Regions from separate parts of the Mus musculus genome. Here region 1 is linked to region 2. A link is a contact called in public Hi-C data. All regions are on one chromosome and are shown on one strand. Each heading gives the region's core, a stretch centred on a gene start, on an enhancer-like site or on the middle of the called end of the contact. The rest is flanking DNA. Distances are from core to core; before and after follow the strand shown.

Region 1 (6,980 bases), core at 29-2,528, 720 kb before region 2:
CTGGGGAAGGCCTGAGGCAGCACAGAAAGGCTGGGCAATTAGGCAGGCATGGGAAAGGGAAAGGAGTCTGAAGCCTATCACCTGCCGAGAATCAAGAATCTCCACACAATAACTTAAGAGGCAATATTCACTTCATAAGGAGTTTCCAAGCAGGGCCGTTAAAATAGCATGGACCATACTTAGGCTCAAGCACATACAACCTGGGCTTCCTCCTAGTCCTGGTGCTTGTTTGGGAATCTAACAAACAAGAGTAAAGTTTCATTTACTGTAAAATCATCTTCCCGTCCTCTACAACTGAAATGGCCAAGGCTTTAGCCTACCCTCCCAGGAACCACCCAATGGTCTCATTTGCTGAACAAGCAAAGACGAGGACTCTTTGAGATGGAACCCAGAAATCACTAAAAACTACACATCGTGACTCTCCCTTGAGAAGACTATGTCCACATTTGGGTGTGTGCTCTTATTTCCCATGTTTCTATTTCTATGCACCCCCTCCCATCCTTAAATCTATGCAAAGCTTTTTATGTTATGAAACTTCCACTCCCTATACATGTGTAGCAGATGTGCAGCTCTGACTTCGTGTGGTTCCCTCAACAACTGAGCAGGGGGGTGTTCCTGAATCTGTTTCTTGCCTCTGGATCCAATGAGTCCATATTGGATATAATCCCTCTTACAATGTTGGAGAATCTCATAACCAAAGGTGGAGAAGCTCTATGGAACCTTCTAGAAACATTGCATTTTCTTGAGGGCAGGTCATTGGAAACCCCTGCTGTGTGGAATAGAGGACCCGCATCCAACCAGCTCCCCTAGCTACCTTGCACTTAGTCTTGGGTGTGTACTGATGACTGCCTGCGGAATGATCTAGAAGGAAAGCACAATTTAGAAATCAAAGTCCATTGCACAGGACAAAGAACTCTATCAACAGTGAAAGCCACTGTGAGGTTTCAACTGAAACCACCCAGCAGGGCTCTTGTGACACGGAGGACTGGCAGGCAGGAGGGCAGGAAGTGGTCAGTAGCACAGACTCCAGAGTCAAACTGCCTTGGAATTTCTCCAGCTTTGACCATTGCACACAATGCAAACTTGAGCACTTAACTCTCTGTGCCTGGGTTTCCTCTGTAAATGGCATTCTTGGTAATCTCTCTTGCATGAAGGTTTTGGGGGAATGAGCTGCATGATACACACAGCAATGTGGTTCCCCAGTGTTGGGTAAAGCTCACTGATTGTTAGGACCCTATTGTGTGGACTGAACCCACATCCATCCATAGGGCTGGTCTGGCAAGGAGGAGACATAGCAAGAGAATGAGCATATGCCCTCATGCCCTCCTGCTCACTGCTTTGTGAGTCAGTCATGACTCAAGAGCTCATGCGATCCAAAACAAATGCTCTTCCATTATATCACCTAAGGGGGAGGATGGGTTATGCATTGTCTACGGGGCCAGAGCTGCCTTGAGAGCCTGGAGGACACTGACCCAGAACAATTAATTCAAGTCCTCTGGGGACAGCCCTGCTTGGGAGTTGCAGTATTTTGCACAAAGTTAAGGCCTGCAGAATATAACTCAGGGGAGAGAGACAACAGGGAGAGAAGATTAAGAGGAAGAATTAAAAAGAGAGATGAGTGGTAGCCTGATATGGTGGTGGGTACCTGGAATTCCAGCACTGGGGGGTGGTAGCAAGATCATCAGCTCAAGGTCATAGTCAGAGATATTGAGGCCAGCCTGTGTTATAAAGGACTATGTTTTAAAAACAGTTTTTAAAAAAGAGAAAAGAAAACCAATCTAAGAAACAAGAGGTGGGTAGGTTGGAGTGCTAGGCAGGGCTAGGAGGAAGCAGAGTAGTGAGCCCTGACTAAGCAAAGCCTCATAGCTCTTGCCAAGCTTTGGGTTCTCTAGCTCCTAAATATTAACAAGCCATTGGTTCTTTTAAAGTAGGAAGGTAGAAGTGACCTTTCACCTTCAATTTGGGGAGCTGCTGATAACAAAACCAGGTTGGGGCCAGTGTGTAGTTGCCACATTTTCATAAACAGCCTCCCAGGCACACCTATTGAACAGGTTACCAAGAAACCACACGAGCAGCCAGCCCTAAGAGTGAGTAGGACCAAGAAGCCAACTTTATCTAAAAAGAATGCTGATTAAGGAATGACATTGGCAGCTGCCCCCTGACCCGGACAGGCACACACACACACACACACACACACACACACACACACACACACACACACACACAAGATACACACAAGATCAAGGACATAAATTTTGTCCCACTATTTGATGATGGCAATTCTAGTCACACATGGTAGCTGCCCACGCCTCCTGCCTCCTAGATACTGGCCTAGGAGCTGAGGATGTCCATGCTGCTAAGAAGAAAACTAGAGTCTCAGCAACTTCGGAGTGCTGGGAGGTCAACTCAAGCCTTTGGCCCTATAGTATATTCCCCAAAGACCACATAGATATCAGAGGATGCTGAGTTTTTGCTCTTACTGGAGTACTGGCCTAAAAGCTGAGAGCCACATGTGTGGATTTACCATACTGTAACCAAGAAGGGTCTTTCAAGGAACCATGTGTGTCACACTCAGTACATCCTCTCTTGAGTTGTGCCATTGGTGGCCCAGACGGTAAATAGCTGAAATTCTAGAAGTTGGTTCCCACACCATACAGTAAACAAGGCCAGCTCAGTCTGGGGGTCATATATGAATCATGTCACCATGTTTAATCATAGAGAATTTTAAGCCTTGTGGTATATCCGTCTGAAATTCTGGGCCACCAACAGCACAACAGTCTTTTGGTTGATGTGAGAGTTAGACAGAATAACGTGTGTCCTCACTCTGGAGTCTGTAAGTTAATGGCTATGCCTGCTGCTTTAAATGGCAACATTTAAACGTCAACATCATGGTGCCCATTTTAACATTCAGTTTGTGCCTTGCTTGAAAGATTTGTACACCCAAGTTTCCTTTAGCAGTCCACCAGGCTGGCTGACATTCTAGCCTGCCAGTTTCTAAGCTTACCTCCATACTGAGACCAATCAACTGCATTCTGCCCTGAGCTTCCCATGGCAACAGGCTCGTGTCCAGCAGTGCCTGCCTGGCCCTGGCATTGTGATAGCCTGTGTCCAGAGAAAAGAACTATGATATGGGGTGATTCCTGCGGGCTCTAGGGAAGGGCAGGAGAACAATAAAGCACAATAATTTCCAGAGAGCAACAGCACCGACCTCGTCAAAATGTAAACATTAAAAAATGATGAGACATAGTGTGGGGTTTATACAGAAGTGTGTAATTATCACATTAATAGTACAAATTTTCAAAACTAATTAGTCTCAGATTTCTCTTCAGCACAGGCCATAGAATTTTCCATTGGGGCACATGGCAGGGCTAAGCGGCACAGGTGGCATGGGAACAAGCAAACAAGAGGTCATCCTTGGGAGCAGTTACTCGGGCACCGCCTACATTTTCATTTATTTATTTATTTATTTATTTTTCTATTTATTTATTTATTTATTATTGAGCTATTGTCTCTCACTATTCTGGAACTCACTGATTTGGTCAGGTTTTCTGGCAAATGAAGCCCAGGGACCGCCCTCGTCTTTGCCTACCCAGAGCAAGGACCATCCACATTCTCAATCTCATATGGCTTTTGTCTGGGTGCTGGGAACTGGACTCAGGTGCTCATTCGTAGGTGACAGGTCTTTCTTGCCTGGCAGGCTCTTTCCTGAATGCATGCTATCTCCTCAGCCCCACAGACAGTGAGTTTGCTGTGTGTGTTTAATGGCACTCATCAGGGATATCCCTTGGTTTTTTCGAACCCAGGTCGCAGCAGCAGAATGGGATTTTGTGATAATCCAAGCGTTTATTCAATGTTTCCTTATTTTGTAATTGCTCTTTTTGTTTCTTTATTCCTGAGGCAGAACATCACCGTGTAACCCAGGCTGGCCTAGAATGGGTGATCTTCCTGCCCCATCCTCCTGAAAGGAAGTTCTGAGATCCATGTCCGCCCAACATTGCTTCAGTTTTTCAAGTCACTCATCACAGTTGCAGTGAGATTCCCTCAATGGTTAAAAACAGCAAAGTGTTGCCCCCATTCTACCCCTTTCCACGTTATCCACAGCAACCCATAGTGGTGGTGAGATGGCTCTGGAGTCAAGAACACATAGTGCTCTTGCAGAGGACCCAAGTTCAATTTCTAACACCTATGTCAAAGTGGCTCCTCATGCTGCCACCTGTAATTCCAGTTCCAGGGAATCTGATGCCTCTGCCATCTTGGAGCACCTGCACTCATGTGCGCATTACTGTATATATGCTCTCTCTCCCATACACCTAAGAAAATGAAATAAAACAGAAGAAAAAGAAAGCATTTGTTGTTGCCCTGTGGTGAGAAATGGATTTGCCACTAAATAAGGGAACATTCCTGGGTGTCACAGCCTCAGTGACCTCATTCACAATGAAACACACGGGTGTCTCCTTAGACACATGACAGAAATCTGCTGTAGATTCCTGCTTTAGCCAGTTCTTAGGCTGCAGCATTTGCTTCATGAGAAAATGAACAAGACAGACAGACAAGGGCGTTTAAGTACATATGTCACCTCTTTACAGTGATGTCAGAATCACCGGGACGATTTTGTTGTTGTTCCTGATTGCTACTCCCTAGGCCTCACTCTAGATCAGAATCCACGGGCATACAGCCTAGGAATGGACGTCAACCAGAGTCTTGGGGAATCCCTCCACTCTATCCCTTTAAGGAATGGGAACCTAGGAGAAGGAACTCACCATACTCAGCCTTTTAGATCAGAGAAATGGCCAGCCTGAAGGGAAATTTCCAACCCAGGAAATGTTTCTTCATTGTCTCTCCAACTTCAGGCCTCAAATTAAAAAATCATTGAGAGAGTTGCCGCCTCACTCCACTCATATAACTGGGCAGTTAGGCCTGGCTGGCTCCTCCATTTCACCTGCAAAGAGGCTGCATCATGACTCAGGACTGAAGCAAACAACAGCCCTCTCAGGGTTGCCCACCACTTATATAGACAGATTGAGTTCTTTCTCCCAGTGTATTGGCTTCTCTATTTCATAGTTACGTGGTCTTAAGCCATCACTGGAGGAGGATGCATAAAGATCTACTTTCCAATCTACACTCTACCTACCACAACACACAAAGAGAGAGTCCCTTGGGTGCCACCAGGTGAAATGATGCACTGTTTGCTGAAGAACTAATCCTTTCTAACAGCTGTGATGTTTCATGGACAAGCGAGTACGTGAGGGAGGGGTTACTACCTCACCACTTTCTTATAGAAATATCATTGATATCATTTGTTTGTTTTTTTTTTAAGTAAATACTAGGACTGGAGAGACAGCTCAGTCAGCAGTGCTTATCATACATGCAGCATCAATCCCCAGCCATCGCATTTTTAAAAAGCCAGGCATGGTGGCATGCCCTTGTGATCCTAGCTCCAGGGAAGCACAGACAAGCTATATTGCCTGGATCTCACTGGGCATACTGAGTAGCCTAGTTGGTAAGGCCCAGACTAGTGAGAGATCCTATCTCAAATGATAAGGTGGGTGGTACCTGGCACTTATAGGCAGAACATAGGAGGTTGAACTGAAACCCTCACAGACACGGGAGGTCACATTCCCCCCACCCCGGCAGTCCTTGAAGCCAGTGAATCAGACATGGCCAGAAGCTCTCTGACTTTGCTAAGGAAACTAGGAGACCAATAGCATGAGATATGTAAGAAACCCCATTGCTCACCCACTAAATCAGAATCTGCACCTCATGAAGATGCCCACATGATCTGTAGGCACAAGAAAATCTGAGGAGTTTTTGTTAAGGCCCCAGCTCTAAATGTACCTGCACAAACAATCTAAGGAATTAAGAAAGAAACGCCAGTGGATCCTAGACATCCTTCCTTAAGTTGGCACTAGACTGGTCTTGGTATGAGGACATGTTGAGGCAGCTGGTGATTTCTGTGTATACTAATATCTGTTAAGAGGCTTTTGTTTTGTTTCCTTGCCATGCTTGATCTAGAACTAGGGACCTTGCATGTGCTAAATGGTCTACCATGAGCCTTCATCCCCAACCACCACAGCAGTGTTTGGAATGCCTGTGCAAGAGGCCTAGCATATGGTCCAGTCAGGCTACTCCTGGGCATACTTCTAAATTATCTGTCCTACTACAGAGATCCTTTCTCATCCATGTCCACTGATGCTCTATTCTCAATAGCCAGGAAGTAGAAACAACCTAGATACCTAGCCCTCAACTGAGAAGTGGCTAATGAAAATATGGTACCCGTACACAGTGGAATAGTATTCAGCTGCAAGGAAAAATGAATTTCTTGGGTAAATGCGTGAAGCTAGAGACAATCTTTCTGAGAAGAGTCACCCAGTGTCAGGCTGACACATGTTTTCCTCTTATATGTGGATGCTAATTTCGATTCTTTAGATAATGTGTGTTTAAGCTGGCATGGTCAAGTAAGGCAGGAAACTTGCAGGGATCATTGAGATGGGTGGATTTCAGGGTAGAACATATATGGAAGAGAGGAGGGCGTGGTAAGAGGAATAGGCTGAGAGAAATGCCATAAGAGGGAGGACAGGATAGAGGAGGGAGCATGGGGAGAAATAACTACCACTGAAACCCAGAGAGAACATCGTATGGAGACATACTACTGTAGAAGCTTTCTAAAATACCTACATGTACAAAGGTAAACGATGTTTAATGGAGTTACCCTATAAAGGGAATGACACCTCTTCCAAACACCACAGAAAAACCCCTTTTTAGGTGAAATATACTGATTCACAGGAAATGAAAAAAAAAAATCGGGCTGTTCTCAACCTAGAGGCTTCATCTTTCCTGGCTAGTTTTCATAGTTCTAGAAGGCTCTAGACACACTGCTGGGAGAAAAGCAAGCATCAGTCTTACCCAAATGTGAACCCCGAGAGCTATAGTAACAGCTGTCCTCTCAAGACACACCCACTGGAGCAACCATGGCATGGATA
Region 2 (6,744 bases), core at 434-2,933:
GAGGACGGAATGAAGTCCAATGCTAGCCATGATATGTAAAGCATGCCAAGAGAATGTACCTAACCCTCTCCAAGAATTTATGAGCGGTTGTACATCTGTCCCCAGATGATGTGAGCTCAGAAGTTTATAGGGAATGGAATTTGTACAGAAGCGGAAACCAAATAAAGAAGAAATAAACAAATTACCCCACCCAGACCTGGGTTTGGTGACATTGGTGTGTCCTTAACACAGTTACCCTCAAAACCAAGATCCTCTAGGACTAATCAGCCACACAAGACCATGAAATTCCTCTTTAAATATAAGCTACTTAGAATGCAGAGTTCCTGTCATTTGTGATCAAAATAATCCTAAGAGGTGTATGATTTCCCAAAGCAGATGAAATTTAAGTAGATTTTAAAGACAGGTCTGTGGAAAGAGAAGCCAACTAGGCATGGAGAATAACCGATCCAACACATACTGGTTGGACCAGCATTGTTCATTTGTAGAGCTGCAGAGGGATGCTTGTTGTAGGCTGGTAAAGAGAAGACTGTTCAGCAGCATCAGCCTTCTGTTTTCTGAAAGCTAGTATCCCATATTCATGTCTGCTGACTTCACTATGACCACTTCACTGGAGCAAGAGTTAAAGTATGCCCCAGTGAATTGATGGAAAAGGAACAAAGCAAACAGGAAATGCTTTCACAGACAAATGAAAAATTCTGAGAGTAGCAAAGAAACAAAGCCAAACCTGCTGACTCCCCACACTGCATTAAAAGAACGGAGGGACGAGACTGATGTTAAAGGCTGTCCACTGGCTGACTCACTAATATTAGTGTCGTAAAACACGCACATTAAAAGTCTTCTGTGGGCAGATAAAATTTCATGAGTCATTCAGTGTTTACTCTGTGAGGGGTAATGAATCCAGCATCGAGTATGATAATCTTGATGTCAGCTCCCTCATGTGGCCAGGGGTCCTGGCAAGATGCTGAGGCTTCACGGGGCCAACACACTTCATGGGTGTCATAGCTAGAGATAGTTCACCTCATTTCTCTGATGCTGTTCCTCCTTCTACAATACTACCACTTCTACTCTGTATTCATCCTCATCATACCAGCCTTCAGGTCCTCTAAGGAATGCCACTTTCTCTGTAAAGCCTTCCCTTTCTCCCCAAGAAAGTCAAGTCTTGCTAGAGATTCACCTAGAAGATTACAGCCCCATTCTTTGAATAAACCTATTTGCAGTTCTTCTATTAGTGGAATGATAGATTGGCATATAGTGATCTTCTCCTTGGATCTTAAGCTCTGCAAAGGTAGAAACTGATCTCACCTGCTTGCTCCTTTATGTAACTCTCTCATGCATGCTGTCAGAACAGCGGAGCTCAAACAGGCCCTGGGTGTTCTCTAACTCAACCAGTTAAGCTAGATTAACTCCCTTGCAAACTGCCTGTCTGTAACTCTCTGTCTCTTTTCTAATCCATCTCTTCATCTTGTTATTTTTTTCCCCTAGCATTGGAAAATTACTGGCAATGTGAACATAATTGTGGAGAAATAGAAAGAATGACGCTTCTTCTCTGAAAGGGACAGAGATGATGGATTTACGAAAGATAAGCAAGCAAAATAATTTCAAAGGATGATTCATGCTGTGCAGAAAACTAGGTTATTGGGCTGGACACATGGAAGTAATGTTTCATCAGCTTAAAGTGGTTACCATGCAAACACAAGAACCTGATTTCGGTATCCAGAGTACACACGAATAAGCCTGGTGAGGTACAGGCTTGGAATCCCTGTGCTGGGTAGCTGGGGAGGGGTAGGAATCCCCAGGGGTCTCCCACCAGAGAGCCTAGTATTGTGCTATTTCTGTAAAAGTGAAAGCTTGTGTCTCAAAAACAAGGTGAAGCATTTCAAAGCCTCCTGTTCTCTGCACATTGACCAGTTGTAGGTTTCTGTTTACTTCCATCTATTTCAACAAGAAGCTCCTCTGAAAGGGTTGAGTTATGTACTAATGTATAATACAGTGATAAGTTACTAGGAGTAATTTTAATCTTTTGTCCATTTAGCAGAATGTTTTCTCCTAGATCCCATGACTTACCTAATAGTAGGTTTTGGACTTGCTGACAATGTCATGGCTGGGTTTTATCTCATGGAACAGTCCTTAAATTAAATCAGAGAGTGTTTTGGGGTTTTTTTGTATTTTTTTTACCCCTGTACCATTTAAACTTTTATTGCATCATGCCAGGCAAATTGTTATTGCCACTAGCAGTGTTCATAGTTAGGTGAGATGAAAGTTTATTTTTCTTCTTCAGTAGTGGGCACAACATTCTAAAACCATGAACACTGGCCAGCAGGGTTGACTCTTCCAGTTGACTGCTATCTAGAGTTCTCCATATCATAGAAGTCATGTATGTGGTGTCTTCAGCAATAGCATCTTGCCCACAATTTCTGGAGTTAATTGAGAGCATTGGCAATAGTCTGTACTGTTTAGAGGATCTATGGGACCCCACTGACCAACAATTCAAAAGGATGTAGCCCTTTCCTGTACTAGTGATTTTATTGATAGAATACGGTGTCTATTTGGAGTATTGTCACTCCATTTTAGAGTAATTCCATTTAAACTCTTCTTATCCATGTGGATGTGAATATTTTAGAAAGCTTCTACAGTTGTGGGTTTCAATATGGTCTTTTCCAAGTGCCTTTGTTACATATATGCAAAGCATCTAGCTCTGTCCTATGCATGTTCTCTGATTGGCAGTTCAGACTCTATGAGCCCCTATGGGCTCAGATTAGTTAATTCTGTAGGTTTTCTTGTAGTGTCCTTGGTAGGTTTTTCTAGCTCTTCTTAATGTTTGGCTGTTGGTCTCTGCAACAGTTTCCATCACTGCTTTGCCTAGCCTCAGTAGAAAAAGATGTGCCTAGTCTTATTGCAACTTGATATGCCAAGGTTGGTCTATATCCATGGAAGCCCCACTCCCTTTTTTGAGGAGGAGAAGAGGAGTGGGTGAAGTCAAGACAAGGGGAGAGGGAGGGACTGGGAGGAGGAGGGAGGGGAAGCTGTGATTGGGATGCAAAATAAATAAGAAACTTAATAAAAAAAATCAGGAAAAAGGTGCCTCTGTTATTTATTCCTCACCATTTTCCATCTTTACATTCCCTCCCATCCTTCACCACCTTTAATCTTAACTATTCCCTTCTTCCCTCTCTTCCTTTACAACACTCTACATCCCCTTCCTATATCCCCTTCCTAGCAGATATCTCCCTCTCCCATAGCATGGTGCATTTTAGATAGAATATCTTTATTTTTTTCTTTGACAAATGTATACTTGTTTACACGTGTCTTAATTCTCCCCCTTCTCCCTTTTTCCCTAGCATCCCCAACACATTCTGTGCCCCTTTCATGCACCCACCCTTTTCATTTATAATCTACATGGTCCAGTTGGCACTAAATCTCTGGTGTGTTAACTGATGTTGTTGGCATGATCTTCTATAGAAGGTAACCACAAATTCAGTGAGTTTAGGACTGCAATAGCCACACCATGACAGAAGACAGCATGACACAGCACTCCTTTCTGTTCCATGACCCTTACTTTGTTCCCTCCCCACTTCCATGTTGTTCCCTGAGCTTTAAGGAAAGACCAATAAAGACAACTCATTTAGTGTTGATCTGCCAACAGTCACTATGCTCAGGACTTTGACCAGTTATGACTCTTTTCACTAACTGCTGACCACTGCAGAGGGAAGATTCCTTAACTACAGTTAAAAGCAGAAATAACATACGGGTATATCACAATTATATAGAAGACAGCTTGTAACATGTCTATTTAGTAAGAAGACTACAATAGTAGCTTCATGGCTAGGGTACAGTCAATTTTGCATTGAATTATGTTTTTAAGTAGTTAAATTATATCTTTTTTGTCCTTTCATTGTCTTTTGTCTTTTTTCCTCCTTGTTTCTTTATCCCACTATTTCCTTCTCTTTCTTTTTTTTCCTGTCTCTTCTCTCTGTCTTTCTTTGTCTTTACAAGCCTAATTATTCCATCATCCTTTGCTAAGATGTTTCTGATTTCTACCAGATTGTTTTGCAGTGTTCCCAGACTTTTTATTTTTATTTTTTTGCATTTTTCTGTGTTCTTTATTCCCCTATTTGTCTGTAAGTCTACACCTTCCTGGACTCTATACAGTCTTGATTACCAAGGCTAAATATTTAGCCTTTAAATCCAAACAAACAGACTTTTGTCCCATATTTATTTTCAAGTATGTTACTTCTACATCCTTTGCATTTCCGTTTACAGTATATATTAAAAATGCCTATTCTATAGAGAACCTTGCTGGAATTCTGACAGTAATTATATCCAACCCACACAATAATTGAGAGGAAAATGTGGTTTGTTACTATATCAGGTCCTCTAATGCATGAGCAATTTATGCTTTAATTTCGTTCAATGACAGTCTGGATTTCAGCATCCAAGTCATGTATGTTTCATCAGATGCATATGTATCTCATTGGTAATGACTTACTCTAAATTGTTATGTTTTTGATTTTGTGTCCACTTTCTCATTCCTTATATATAGGCAATGAATCGGCTTTTCTGTATATATCTTATATGCTATACCTTATTTTTTTAGAACTGGTTTTAGATATAGTTTTATTTCCTATTTTCTAACAGCTTTATTCTTTGTCTTGAATGGTTTGTGGTACTGCATTGATGGAGTGGTAAGAGCAAGAGAGTAAGCAGCCCTGCCTTGGTCTTGAGTGTGGAGAAGAAGTGTTTAATCTTTGATTAGTCACTTGGGTTTTCTTTTCTTTGTTTGGTAGAGATTCTTTTGACCTTTCAATATGTAATGTGTGTGTGTGTGTGTGTGTGTGTGTGTGTGTGTGTGTGTGTGTGTGTGTGTGTATGTGTGTGTGTGGTATGTGGCATGGAGAATATGAGAGGACAAACTTGGGTGTAAGTCCTCACTCTCACCTAGTTTGAGACAGACTCTGTCTTTTCCCATGCATATAGCAGTCTAGCTGGCCATGGCCCTCCAGAAATTCTCCTGCCTCTGCCTTCATCTTCCTCTAGGAGTGACTACAGATGTGTGCCACTATTCCCAGCCTTATGTAGGTCTGAGGATTTGAACTCAGATCCTCAAGCTTGTGTGGTAAGTACTTTATTACGCACTGAACCATCTCTCCATCCCTATTTTTTGGATATTCTTTTGGAATCTCTGTCTGACATTCCTGAATATTTTGTAGTGTGTTACATTGGCAAGTCTTTCATCTAAGTAATAGAGTCCATTGGTGATGATGTATAATTCTTTTCATAAATTGCTTAATTCTTCGGCTAATTCTGTTACTAGCTTTTACAGGTCTATTCATGAAAGATGCTGGTTTACAGCTTTATTTCTTTGTACTGCCTTAGATTTGCTATCAAAGGGATAATAAACTCACAAGGAATTATAAAATATCCCTTTCTATTCATTACTATGAAGAAATCATGTAAAACTGAAGGTAGATCTTTGTAACACTTCATAAATTTTTTTAGCAAAATCATCTGGGCTTTGATATTCCTTTATGACAAGTTTTAAAGCTATGAATTCAGTTTGCTTTTAAAAATTTTTTATTAGGTATTTTCTTCATTTGCATTTCAAATGCTATTCCAAAAATCCCCTATACCCTTCCCCCGCCCTGTTCCCCTACTCACTCACTCCCACTTCTACAGGGGAATGCCCTGGCATTCCCCTGTATTGGGGCATATAAAGTTTGCTAGACCAAGGGGCCTCTCTTCCCAGTGATGGCCGACTAGACCATCTTCTGCTACATATGCAGCTAGAGACACGAGCTCTGGGGGTACTGATTAGTTCATATTGTTGTTCCACCTATAGGGCTGCAAACCCCTTCAGCTCTTGGGTACTTTCTCTAGCTCCTACTTTGGGGGCCCTGTGTTCCATCCTATAGATGACTGTGAGCACCCACCCGGTGGTCCATCCCATAATCAGCCACCAAATGCAGACACTATTGCATATGCCAGCAAGATTTTGCTGAATTCAGTTTTCTTAACTGTTGTCAGGTAGAGGCTCTTCAATGTGTGTTGGCATAGCTTGAAGGAGTTTGACCCTGTGATCAAACCTGTCATATTTATATCTAGAGAGAAGTTGACAACACCCTCTTTTTATTTCATGTCATATGCAATGGTGCTCCTGCATCATTCTTATTATTGGTAAGGATTGGGTTTTTTTTTTTCATTTTTGTCAATCACTAGTAATTTGCTAGTTTAATCCAATGACAGATACATGCATTTATGTGTATGTGATTGGTATTGCTATGTATCTCTGGCTGCCATCAAACACCCCTTGTCACAACCTGCAAAAGATCAGGTTTGCTTTGACTTCATTTTTTTTTAAAAATAGGTTTCTGAATTAGGCTAAGATAGTCAGTAGCAACCTTTCATCGAGGTGCATGATGGGAACTGAACCCAGGGTCATGTGCATACAAGAGAATTTCTAATGTCTAAGCCCAACTTTGCCTTAATTTATTTTAGATAGGCATCTGCTAAGTTGTCCAGTGTGGTATCAAGCTCACAGTGTTCTGCCTGGACACTTGAGTACCTGAGTTCTCAGGCCTGTACCAATATGCTAAGCTAAGAGCATCCCTCTTTTCTAACATATTTAAAATATCCATTTCACTCTCACTCAGTGTGCTAGTTAAGAAATGTCCTCAGCTCTTCACTTAAACTTGTGCATTAGGCACAGATGCACTGAATAGCACACTCAGTGTATTTGAAGATGTTACT

What was found. A called contact is a pair of places that touch in the nucleus more often than the background predicts.
Region 1: a contact with region 2 is called in a Hi-C map of embryonic fibroblasts, with 1.9 times the contacts expected there. The contact joins two enhancer-like sites.

The regions. Positions count from the first base shown.
Region 1 is chr11:57,085,794-57,092,773 of GRCm38.p6, reverse strand. All of the region lies in intron 2 of Gria1 (glutamate receptor, ionotropic, AMPA1 (alpha 1)), which reads right to left. Among named protein-coding and RNA genes, the nearest start is that of Gria1, 78 kb to the right of the region's middle. Within about 2 kb of position 1,278, at least 43 of the 459 cell types and tissues checked have an H3K27ac peak or open chromatin away from gene starts, as enhancers often do. A contact at or near this core is called in embryonic fibroblasts, where this site is marked.
Region 2 is chr11:56,368,685-56,375,428 of GRCm38.p6, reverse strand. No RefSeq gene overlaps it. Among named protein-coding and RNA genes, the nearest start is that of Gm32500, 53 kb to the left of the region's middle. Within about 2 kb of position 1,683, at least 28 of the 459 cell types and tissues checked have an H3K27ac peak or open chromatin away from gene starts, as enhancers often do. A contact at or near this core is called in embryonic fibroblasts, where this site is marked.